Linked DNA regions of Macaca mulatta: region 1 is linked to region 2. The links are chromatin contacts, called in public Hi-C maps. All regions are on one chromosome and are shown on one strand. The core of a region is the stretch at or near the end of the contact, and the rest is flanking DNA. Distances in the headings are between cores, read along the strand shown. Region 1 overlaps LOC144340671 (a long non-coding RNA gene). Region 2 holds the start of IER5 (immediate early response 5).

What was found. Hi-C and Micro-C count contacts between places; a contact is called where the count stands out from the background.
Region 1: a Hi-C map of fetal cortex germinal zone shows a contact between it and region 2, with 4 times the contacts expected there. The contact joins the enhancer-like site here to the promoter of IER5 in region 2. A contact is called at or near these places in 5 of 14 Hi-C or Micro-C datasets (cortical neurons, fetal cortex germinal zone, fetal cortical plate and 2 more).

What each region holds. Positions count from the first base shown.
Region 1 is chr1:38,557,437-38,562,257 of T2T-MMU8v2.0, forward strand. It overlaps LOC144340671 (a long non-coding RNA gene), which reads left to right. Exons shown (of 6, transcript XR_013416918.1): 4 at 3,293-3,374. Among named protein-coding and RNA genes, the nearest start is that of IER5, 60 kb to the left of the region's middle. Within about 2 kb of position 1,360, at least 18 of the 40 cell types and tissues checked have an H3K27ac peak or open chromatin away from gene starts, as enhancers often do. A contact at or near this core is called in fetal cortex germinal zone, where this site is marked.
Region 2 is chr1:38,496,357-38,501,084 of T2T-MMU8v2.0, forward strand. It overlaps IER5 (immediate early response 5), which reads left to right and starts at 3,319. Exons shown (of 1, transcript XM_002802002.4): 1 at 3,319-4,728. The coding sequence starts at 3,525. The coding sequence ends at 4,508.

The sequences.
Region 1 (4,821 bases), core at 110-2,609, 59 kb after region 2:
GAGACATTTACCTGGCAGGGTGTTGTTGGCATTAAGTGAACCAATGTAATAAACATGGCCGATTGTGTGTGTGCACACACGTGTGTGTATGTGTGTGTTAGTGGGGATAGGAGGAGTATAGGATGTTTGCCATGCTAGAAAATCGTATTATTGCCTACTGGTTAATTTTCTTCTTCCTAAGACCAGCTTACAGAGCAAGGGAACACTGAGTTTAATGAAAAGATGAAACAGATGCCGATGTGGTGTGGACAGATACTGGTTTGAATCCTCTTAGCAGAGAGGGGAAAGTTCTGATGTGGGGAAGATGGGGGAGGCACCTGTGACTATGCTGGGGGAAGGGGCAGGAGGAAGTCACCCCCTGAGGGCCACAGGTGGACACCCTCTGACCCTGTACCTGGGCTTCTGGCCATGGGATGAGTTGAGCTGTGTGGTGCTCACTGTTGGGAAGGGAATGGGCCTGGACGGATCTGCCTCCCCCCATGACTGTCTGCAGGTGACACCAGATCTACAGTGACCTTTAGCTGTGAAGTGGGCACAGGTTTTCTTTTAGCCCTCCCCACCTTGGCTTTCTGCACTTGTTCCTGCCAGCCCCCACTCCCTCTTACTTCATTCCTAATTCCTTCCTCCATCACATTTTTTTCCCTTAGAAGCTCATGTACATAAGGGAGGTATGAAGGACTGGCAAAGCTACAAGCCCGACCTCTCCCAGGGATGCTTGCATTTCAACTCTCAGCCACTGCCAGTCTTCACTTCAGCTGGCACCACGCTGATGTCTGTCCCTTTGCAAAGCTGACCTACCCTGGGTCAGGTCCTGGCTGCCTTGAGTAGTGGGAGAGGGTGGTGAAACACAGGCCCAAAGCTCTGCGGGAGCAGCCCCCTCTCCCCTGGCCTTGGGCTAGGAGGAAGTGAGTGGGTCCTGCCTTGGGGCCTCCACTTCCGGGGCCTGGAGGGCTGAGGCTGACTCAATGATTCCTGGAAGGTGATGATGTCACGGTGACATAGCAGTTCCCCTCTCCAGCCAAACTCAATAGGAGAGTGGGTGATGAGTGTCTCTCATTGGCACAGAGGCTCAGGAGGGACCAAGTCCACTGGCTTGTCCAGGCCACTTATAACGCCACTTTCATCAATAGTTCCCTTCCTCAAATTCCTACAGCTCTGATCATCTGTCCCTTCGGCGATCTCACATTCTGGACTTCCGGGGCAGTCTTGATTGATTTTAAACATTCTGCCCCTTTGTTTTTCCATGTCAACAAATTCACAAATCATAGAAAATCATCCCAGGTTGGCCTGTGCATCCTGGGGCTTTGGGGACATGGAGCCACCAGGCTTTCTCCGAAACAGAGCATGATCATGTGTACCCTTGTGTCCCAGCTTCACATCTGCATGTCTTTTCAACAATATTAATAGCTTCTTTAGAATCAGCATCTGTGTCTGTTTCTTTTGTCTTCTCCAGGACTCCCCGAAGGGGCTGAGTGTGTGGGAAAATCTAAAAATGCTTATGGGGAGGGGGAGGTTAAGCTCCCCTTCTTGTCCTTGTCAAGGTCTCTCTCCCACTGCTTCACTGGGGGTGAAGGGCGCATCTGCAACAAGGGTCCCGTGAGTCTGTAAGGAGATGTCTTTGCTTCTCTCACCCGTGCTTATCAAAGGGTAACCTAGTCCTGGTGTGGGTTTGGGAAAAACGCTGCTGGACTTACGCAGGTCGGGTTGTTTTTGGATAGCCACTCCCTACACTCTTGTTTACCAAAGACTTGACTCCCTAACAGACTGCGTCAGACCCGCATGGAGTAAAATAGATCCTTTGTCAGCTGGAGTCTGAATTCAAACGCCTTCTCTGCAGCCCTTTCCAGACCGACCCCAGCGTTTTACAACGGAGCCCTGGCGTTGCCTTACGCTGCCCGATGCTGCCCCCTGCAGGCAGCTCGCAGGCGGCTCTGCTGAGCGTGGAGGCTCAGCCTGTGCCGCCCAAATGGTGGCTTTTCATCACCTAGAGTTGTCAGAGCAGCTAATAGCGCATGAACAGGAAGAAAATTAGGCTTCTCTAAGTGAATTGGGTGTTGAAAGACACTGAGATAAATGGTGGAGGCAGTGAGAATGACGGACTTTCAAGTTTGAAGTAATACGTTGGAGAGGTGAGAGTGGGAGAAGGAACCACCAGTGTTTACAGTGACCATGTGATTTAAATCTGGGCTCACAACAGCCTCAGAGGCAAATGCTCTGAACTCCTGTTTAATAGATGGTGAACTCGAGTCTTAGAGAAAAGTTAAATAACTGCCCAAGATTATACAGCAATAAATGGCAGAACCAGGACTTGAACTCAGTGACCCCAGGCCTCTGTGACATCTGCTGTCCTGCCACCCCACCATAAGAGATCATCGTCCTGCCTGGAGGAAGATCCCTTTGTCTATGGGATGAACTGGGGTTATTGGAATGAAGGGGAAACTTCAACAGGGAATTCTCTGCACTAAGAGAGTTTGTAGCTGTAGCCTCTGTCATGTGATTTGAGGGGTGTTTGGCAGATCTCCCTGCCTGAAAGCATCTCCCCAACTTGCTCATTACATTGCCTGGAATTTTGCTATAGAGAGCCCTTCCTTTGATTAAGACTGGCTAAGTGGTACTCCTGTTAAATGAAAATGCAATTCCTGTCGGTGGGGGGAAGTCACAGGTTAAACCTTTAAATCTTAATTCAACCTCAGTGGAGATTAGCTCATCAGGTTGCTTCATCCCTGAGGTAGAGAATGAAGGGTGTGGGGAAATTGGAGGACAGGGGTGTGCCAAAACCTAATTTTGTTACTGAATGTCTCACAGACTCCTCAAACTGTACCAAATGAAACTCTTTATCTTCTCTCCCATGCTCTCCCTTCTTGGACATTAAACAGGCTCAGAAATTCCTGCACCGTCCCTCTCTCCTCCATCTGATGGTCATTGGATCCTCCCCAGCCTGCCTCTGAAGTGGCGCTTGAATCTCCACCGTGCGCCCTCACTCTCTGGTGTGCTCAGGCCCTTGTCAGTGTGTTTCTGCCCCTGGGACTTCACCCTTTAATCAAACCTCAGTGCAGCAGCAAATGAGAGCTTTCGAAAACATGAATCAGAGGATGCTGCATTTCCTCCTAAAATCTTCCTCACTGCCTTAAAGAAAAGTGGTAACTCCTTTTGGCACTTTTTTTTAGGAGCGTGTTCCCATCCTTCTCTCTTGCCTCTCCTCTGTACCTCTCATTACCACCCTCCTTCACCCCATTCCCCAGCCTGGTCGTCTCATTCACAGCTCCACGCTTTTGTGCTTCGTTTTTGTCAGGAAAGCCCTTCCCCTTCAGTGGTCAGCTAACTACTCCTCCATGAAGCCATCCCTGATTCCTACTCCAGCCCCCAAGGAAGAGGTAAGTTCTTATGTAGCCCAGACACATGAATGAATGGATGAGTAAACGAAGCTCAGCTGATGAGTGGACTATCCAGTTCAAAAGATGAGGTTGTTTCTGAAATGAATATAAACCAAACTGTGGCTGCATTTTTGAAGGTTGCTGCTATGATGCACAGAATGTGTCTGTGTGTGCATTGGTGGGATACAAAGACTCTGTTAGGGTAAATAATTTGATGGGCCTTGAACTTATACAAGCAGACTAGTTTCAGAACATTGCCATGGAGACGAATGAGGACTCAAGCAGCAGGGTACCACTTAGGCAGTGACAGATTTTACAGAAAATGGGCTTAGATACACCTTTCTTGTCAAAAAATCTCCTAGCTAATGGGGAGAGTGCTTCAAGGCAGAATAAAAGCTTGCACCCTCAATGAACAAAAAGCTCCTGAAGTTAGAAAAGCAGGAAGTAGTAGGTCAGGAAGAAGATAAATTCTTAGTGATAGACTGAAAGACAAATGGCCAATGAGGATGTTGGGGCCATGACATTATGTTAGATAGAGTTCAGCATATTATATTAGAAAATAAACAAAGGATGAAGATGTTTCAAATGTATCTTTATATGTTCTGTTGTGTAAAGTGAGGAAACTGGTCCCTTGGTCCTTGGCAAAGGGTTAAATCATTTATTTATTTATTTATTTATTTGAGATAGAATCTCACTCTGTTGCCCACGCTGGAGTGCAGTGGTGCAATTTCAGCTCACTGCAACCTCTGCCTCCTGGGTTCAAGCGATTCTCCTCTCTCAGCTTCCTGAGTGGCTGGGATTACAGGCACCTGCCACCATGCCAGGGTCATTTTTAGTAGAGATGGGGGTTTCACCATGTTGGCCAGGCTGGTCTTGACCTCCTGACATCAAGTGATCTGCCTGCCTTGGCCTCCCGGAGTGCTGGGATTACAGGCATGAGCCACCATGCCTGGCCATGTTAAATCATTTATTACAGAACTAGAACTATATAATCTCCTACGTAGCCACCATAGAATCTTCCAAGTCAGGGGTTGCACTTGAACGCATCTGCCATCCAATCCACAGACCCCATTCAACATTTTCAAGTTGTCCCAACAATGTCTGTTTTTCCTTTCTAGTCCAAGATCATATCCAGGAATACAAGTTGCATTGTTCTTGTGCCTCTTTAGTTTTCTCCAATTTGAAACAGTTTCTTAGCCGTTCCCTGTCTTTCATGTCATCTACTGTTTTAAAGAGTACAAACCTTTCATTCTGTAGGACGTCCCTGGGTCTGTCTAATTCCTGATGTCCAGACTTGGGTCATGCTCCCTTGTTAAGAACACCACAGCAATGATGCTGTTCTCATCTAGCGAACTGCATGGGGTGGAAGGAGGAGACATAGGATGTAAATCCATTCCACAACTGGTACTGTTTATTTTGATCACCAGTCACGTACCAATGTTTGTCT
Region 2 (4,728 bases), core at 2,069-4,568:
CCCTAGGCCCATGAGTAGCCCCCTTACTGGCCATGCAGCCCCTCTTGCAGGAGCCCTCCAAACCCCTAGCATTGTAAGGGCCTCCAGGACCCTGTTCTGATGGTTAGTGCCTGTGCTGCACCAGTTGTTATGTATTTTCACCATATCGTGGCTACAAATATGAGCTGGGTTCCTCATAGGCATAGTCTAGGAGGGGCACTGGGCATGACAGAAGAAAGTGATGACGGCAATGATGAAGGAGTGTGCTGAGTACAGTGGTGGACGATGGAAAAGCTCAGCTCAGGTGGGTCAGAAAGGCTTCATGGAAGGCAAGAGGCTGGCACTAGCAATAACCTGTCTGGGTGGGTGAGTGGGAGCATCCCAGATCATCACTAAAGTTCTTTTGTCTCTCAGTTTCTTCATTCTTTTTTCTCTCTTTTTTTTTTTTGAGACGGAGTCTTGCTCTGTCGCCCAGGCTGGAGTGCAATGACGTGATCTTGGCTCACTGCAACCTCTGCCTGCTGAGTTTAAGCAATTCCCCTGCCTCAGCCTCCCGAGTAGCTGGGACTACAGGCATGTACCACCATGCCTGGCTAATTTTTTTGTATTTTTAGTAGAGACGGGGTTTCACCATGCTGGCCAGGCTGGTCTTGAACTCCTAACCTCGTGATCTGCCCGCACTGGCCTCCCAAAGTGCTGGGATTACAGGCGTGAGCCACCATACCCTGCCAGTTTCTTCATTCTTGTTTCCTCTACCTAGTTCAGGTCTTCACAACCGTTTGCCTAAATTTCCACAAGAGCTTTATATGTGCTCTTCTATGCACCAACTGTTCTAGAATCTGTTCTGTGGTTCCCTTACTGAACAACCTTTAGTAAGGTCCCCGTGGTCCTGTCTCCTCATCAAGGCACCCACAACCCACTAACCATCATGCAGCCTCGGCCTCTGCTTCTAGTCTTTCCCACTTGCTTTTGGGCATGCCCCCAGCGCAACTGCAAAATAAGATGTTCCCTACACTGGACTCTGTTGCTCCTGCTGCTTGGAACTTGTGGATCCTACCTCAGAGGTTTTCAGCACCCTCTTCAGATACAACTTCTTCGGTGAAACTTTCTTCCATCTATGTTCCTTTCTTCTCCCAGCCTCTTCTCCCACCCCAAGGTAGTATGTGGGGTAATGTGTTCTGAGAACTAGCCTACATTGATAGCTTATTGTATGCCAGGTGCTTTTCTGTGAGCTTTGCATGTGCTACCTTGTTCTATCCTCACAAAAACTCTTAAGAGGTAGGCACTATTATTATTATATTTATTTTTATGTTTTTTTATTCTACTTTTTGAGACCGAATCTCACTCTGTTGCCCAGGCTGGAGTACAATGGCGTGATCTCAGCTCACTGCATCCTCTGTCTCCTGGGTTCAAGCCATTCTCCTGCCTCAGCCTCCCGGGTAGCTGGGATTACAGGTACCTGCCACCATGTGAGGCTAATTACTGTATTTTTTTTTAGTAGAGACAGGGTTTCACCATATTGGCCAGGCTGGTCTTGAACTCCTGACCTCAAGTGATCCACCTGCCTTGGCCTTCCAAAGTGCTAGGATTACAGGAGTGAGTCACCACACCCAGCTGATTATTTTGTAATAAAAAAGACAGCAGCACAGAGAAGTGAAATAATTTTCCAGAGGCCATGCAGCAAGTGAACGGAGAAGCTGGGATTCCAAGCCAGGAAGCCGGCCTCCACAGCCTGTGCTCTTAGCCATTGCTTTATAGTGACTAACAACTTGCAAAGAAAAAGACAAGATAAAAATTCTTGCATTATTACTTAATATATGCTACTTGGTTTTGTAATTTTTGTGTCATTATTTTATCTCTTTCTCTGCATGGGCTGAAAATTCCTAGAGGGGGGAGGAACTGGGTCTCAGAGCCTGCAGTCTCAGTTACCATCAGTTGTGGGCACAGGTAATGCTACTGAGCCATCACATCTTCTGGAGATTGTCAATTGGTCATGATCAAGCCCACCCTTCACTGGTATTTTTCCTAAATAAATTCATTGCTTGGCCAATCCCTGGGGCAGGATCAGGCCCAGGGTTCCACATGGACTCCAAGAAAGCAGTGCTTAGTTTTCTCATTCAGTTTGTGGCTGAGAAGTTGTCATTTATCGTCTGTACAATAAAGCAGATGTGTATGTGACTTCCCCTTTTCAGCGGTGGAGACACTGAAGCGGTCTGAGGTTATTTACCCAGAGTCCTCAGGCAGGTCTGTGGTGGAGCTTCGGTGGAACTAACTGGAAGTGACTCCATGTTTCCAGTCCAGGACCCTGGGCAACCCTGTGGTAATTGTGCCCTGATATAAGGACCAGTAGATGGACTACATTGTTGACTGACCAGAAAATTCTGGAACTCCCTAGCGCTATATTTTTACCTTGACACAAAATGAAATTATGACATCATCATGGGAACACAGGACTTCTTTCTTTTTATTTTCAGACCTTGCTCGATTTTTCCAAGGGTTGACTGATCAGTCCTTGTAATGGAAAAATGGAAATGGGAAAAAAATCATTGTGGAGAACCTGTAACATCTTCCATTTAACCTATTTGATAACTGGCTTTGTTCCAGAATCTAGAGAACAAAGTGAAAGATGCCGGCTTTAGAGGGCAACCAGTAACTTTGTATCTAGACACAATTCCTTGATAAGAAGCCAAGAACCTAGCCAAAAACTTTTAGAATCCCCTTTTTCTTTGGTGTTAGAACTGACAGCTGCTAAGAGTGTATGTGACTCTAGCGGGGAAAGCGGCTCATCCAAAAATAATGACAGCCAAATACTTTGCAGTAATACTATTTGTTATCCAGGGGTGTCCTCCGCCGCGTATAGCCACCATCTCTATTTTTGCCAGGGTTGAGGGGAATCGCTTACAGGTGTGGCGGGCCTGGAAATGGTGGCGTGGCCGGTTAGGGCGGAGTTGATCAGGAAAAGATCAGGACTTTATGGCAGAACAGAGTCCAACACCGTGCTCGGAAGAAAGTTCGAATATTTTGTTCGCTTTGGTTCCGGCAAGCCATCGCACAAGCCAGAATCTGTAACTCCAAACAGTAGCGCCCTCGAGCACGGTCCCCAACACGGTCCCCAACACTCACTCCCCATCGGCCTGGTCTGCGCCCGCAATCCGTCGCCCCCTTTAAGAGCTTGCTCCGCGGGACTAACGTTCGAACGGGCCTTGGCGCCCCTCCTCGGGCTCCGATTGGCCGTGCGCGGCGCACGAGGGCGCGCCGGCCAGCCGCGGAACGGTTGGCGGCCCTTCGTGATTGGCGGTCGAGGAGTCTATATAAGGCGCGGGGCGGCCGGGCTGCCCTGTTTAGCTACCGGACCCGAAACGGGGTAGTTGTCTGGTGTAGAGAGGTCTGCGGGGCAGTGAGCGCGCGTCACCGGAGTCATTTCTCTTCGGAGTCTTAGGTGATCAAGGGTGTGCCCACGGGGCGGACTTGTTTGCGCCTCCCGTTCCCTCCCAGTTTCCGAACGTAACACCCCGGCGCCGACGGCCCTGTGCAGGGGAGGCAGGATGGAGTTCAAGCTGGAGGCTCACCGAATCGTCAGCATCTCCCTGGGCAAGATCTACAACTCGCGGGTCCAGCGCGGCGGCATCAAGCTGCATAAGAACCTCCTGGTCTCGCTGGTGCTGCGCAGCGCCCGCCAGGTCTACCTGAGCGACCCGTGCCCCGGCCTCTACCTGGCCGGTCCCGCTGGGATCCCGGCGCCGCCACCGCAGCAGCAGCCCGGGGAGCCGGCGGCCGGGCCACCCGCCGGCTGGGGAGAGCCGCCCCCGCCCGTCGCCCGTGCCTCTTGGCCGGAGACCGAGCCGCAACCGGAGCGCCCTTCCGTCTCACACGCGCCGCGGGTAGGGGACGAGGTGCCAGTGACCACGGTGACCGGAGTCGGGGACGTTCTTCAGGGCGGAGAGGCGGACGCGACGGAAGCTGCCTGGAGCCGCGTGGAGCGGCCGCGCCAGGCGGCGGCCGGAGAAGCCGAGGGTCCCGCCGGAGGCTGGGGCGTCTTCCCCGAGGGATCGCTTGCCGCGCGCCGCCCCTGCGGCTGCCCCCTAGGCGGGGAGGACCCGCCGGGTACACCGGCCGCGACCCCCCGCACTGCCTGCTGCTGCGCGCCGCGACCAGCCGAGGACGAGCCCCCCGCGCAGCCCGCAGTGTGCCCCAGGAAGCGCGGCGCGGCGGGGGTGGGCGGCGGCCCAGCGGGCTGCCCGGCGCCCGGCTCGACCCCGCTCAAGAAGCCCCGCCGGAACTTAGAGCAGCCGCCGAGTGGAGGAGAGGACGACGACGCGGAGGAGATGGAGACCGGGAACGTGGCTAACCTCATCAGCATCTTCGGTTCCAGTTTCTCGGGACTCCTACGGAAAAGCCCCGGGGGCGGCAGGGAGGAAGAGGAGGGAGAGGAGAGCGGCCCGGAAGCCGCCGAGCCCGGGCAGATCTGCTGCGATAAGCCGGTGCTGAGAGACATGAACCCCTGGAGCACAGCCATCGTGGCCTTCTGAGCCCTTGGCCCCCATGCGGGGAGGAGGTTGAGCAGCGGGCGTCCTCGAAGTGAGGGTCGGGCCCTTGCTGGCTGCGAGGACGCCCAGAGACCGCGGCCGCTGAGCGCGTTGGGCAGACTGGTTGCCGCTGGGCATCGCAAACTGCCCCCGGGCGCATCTGGCTTTTCTGGAGACCTGGGAGCTTGAGGCTCATTGGAAGAGGACGATCTTTAACTTTTTG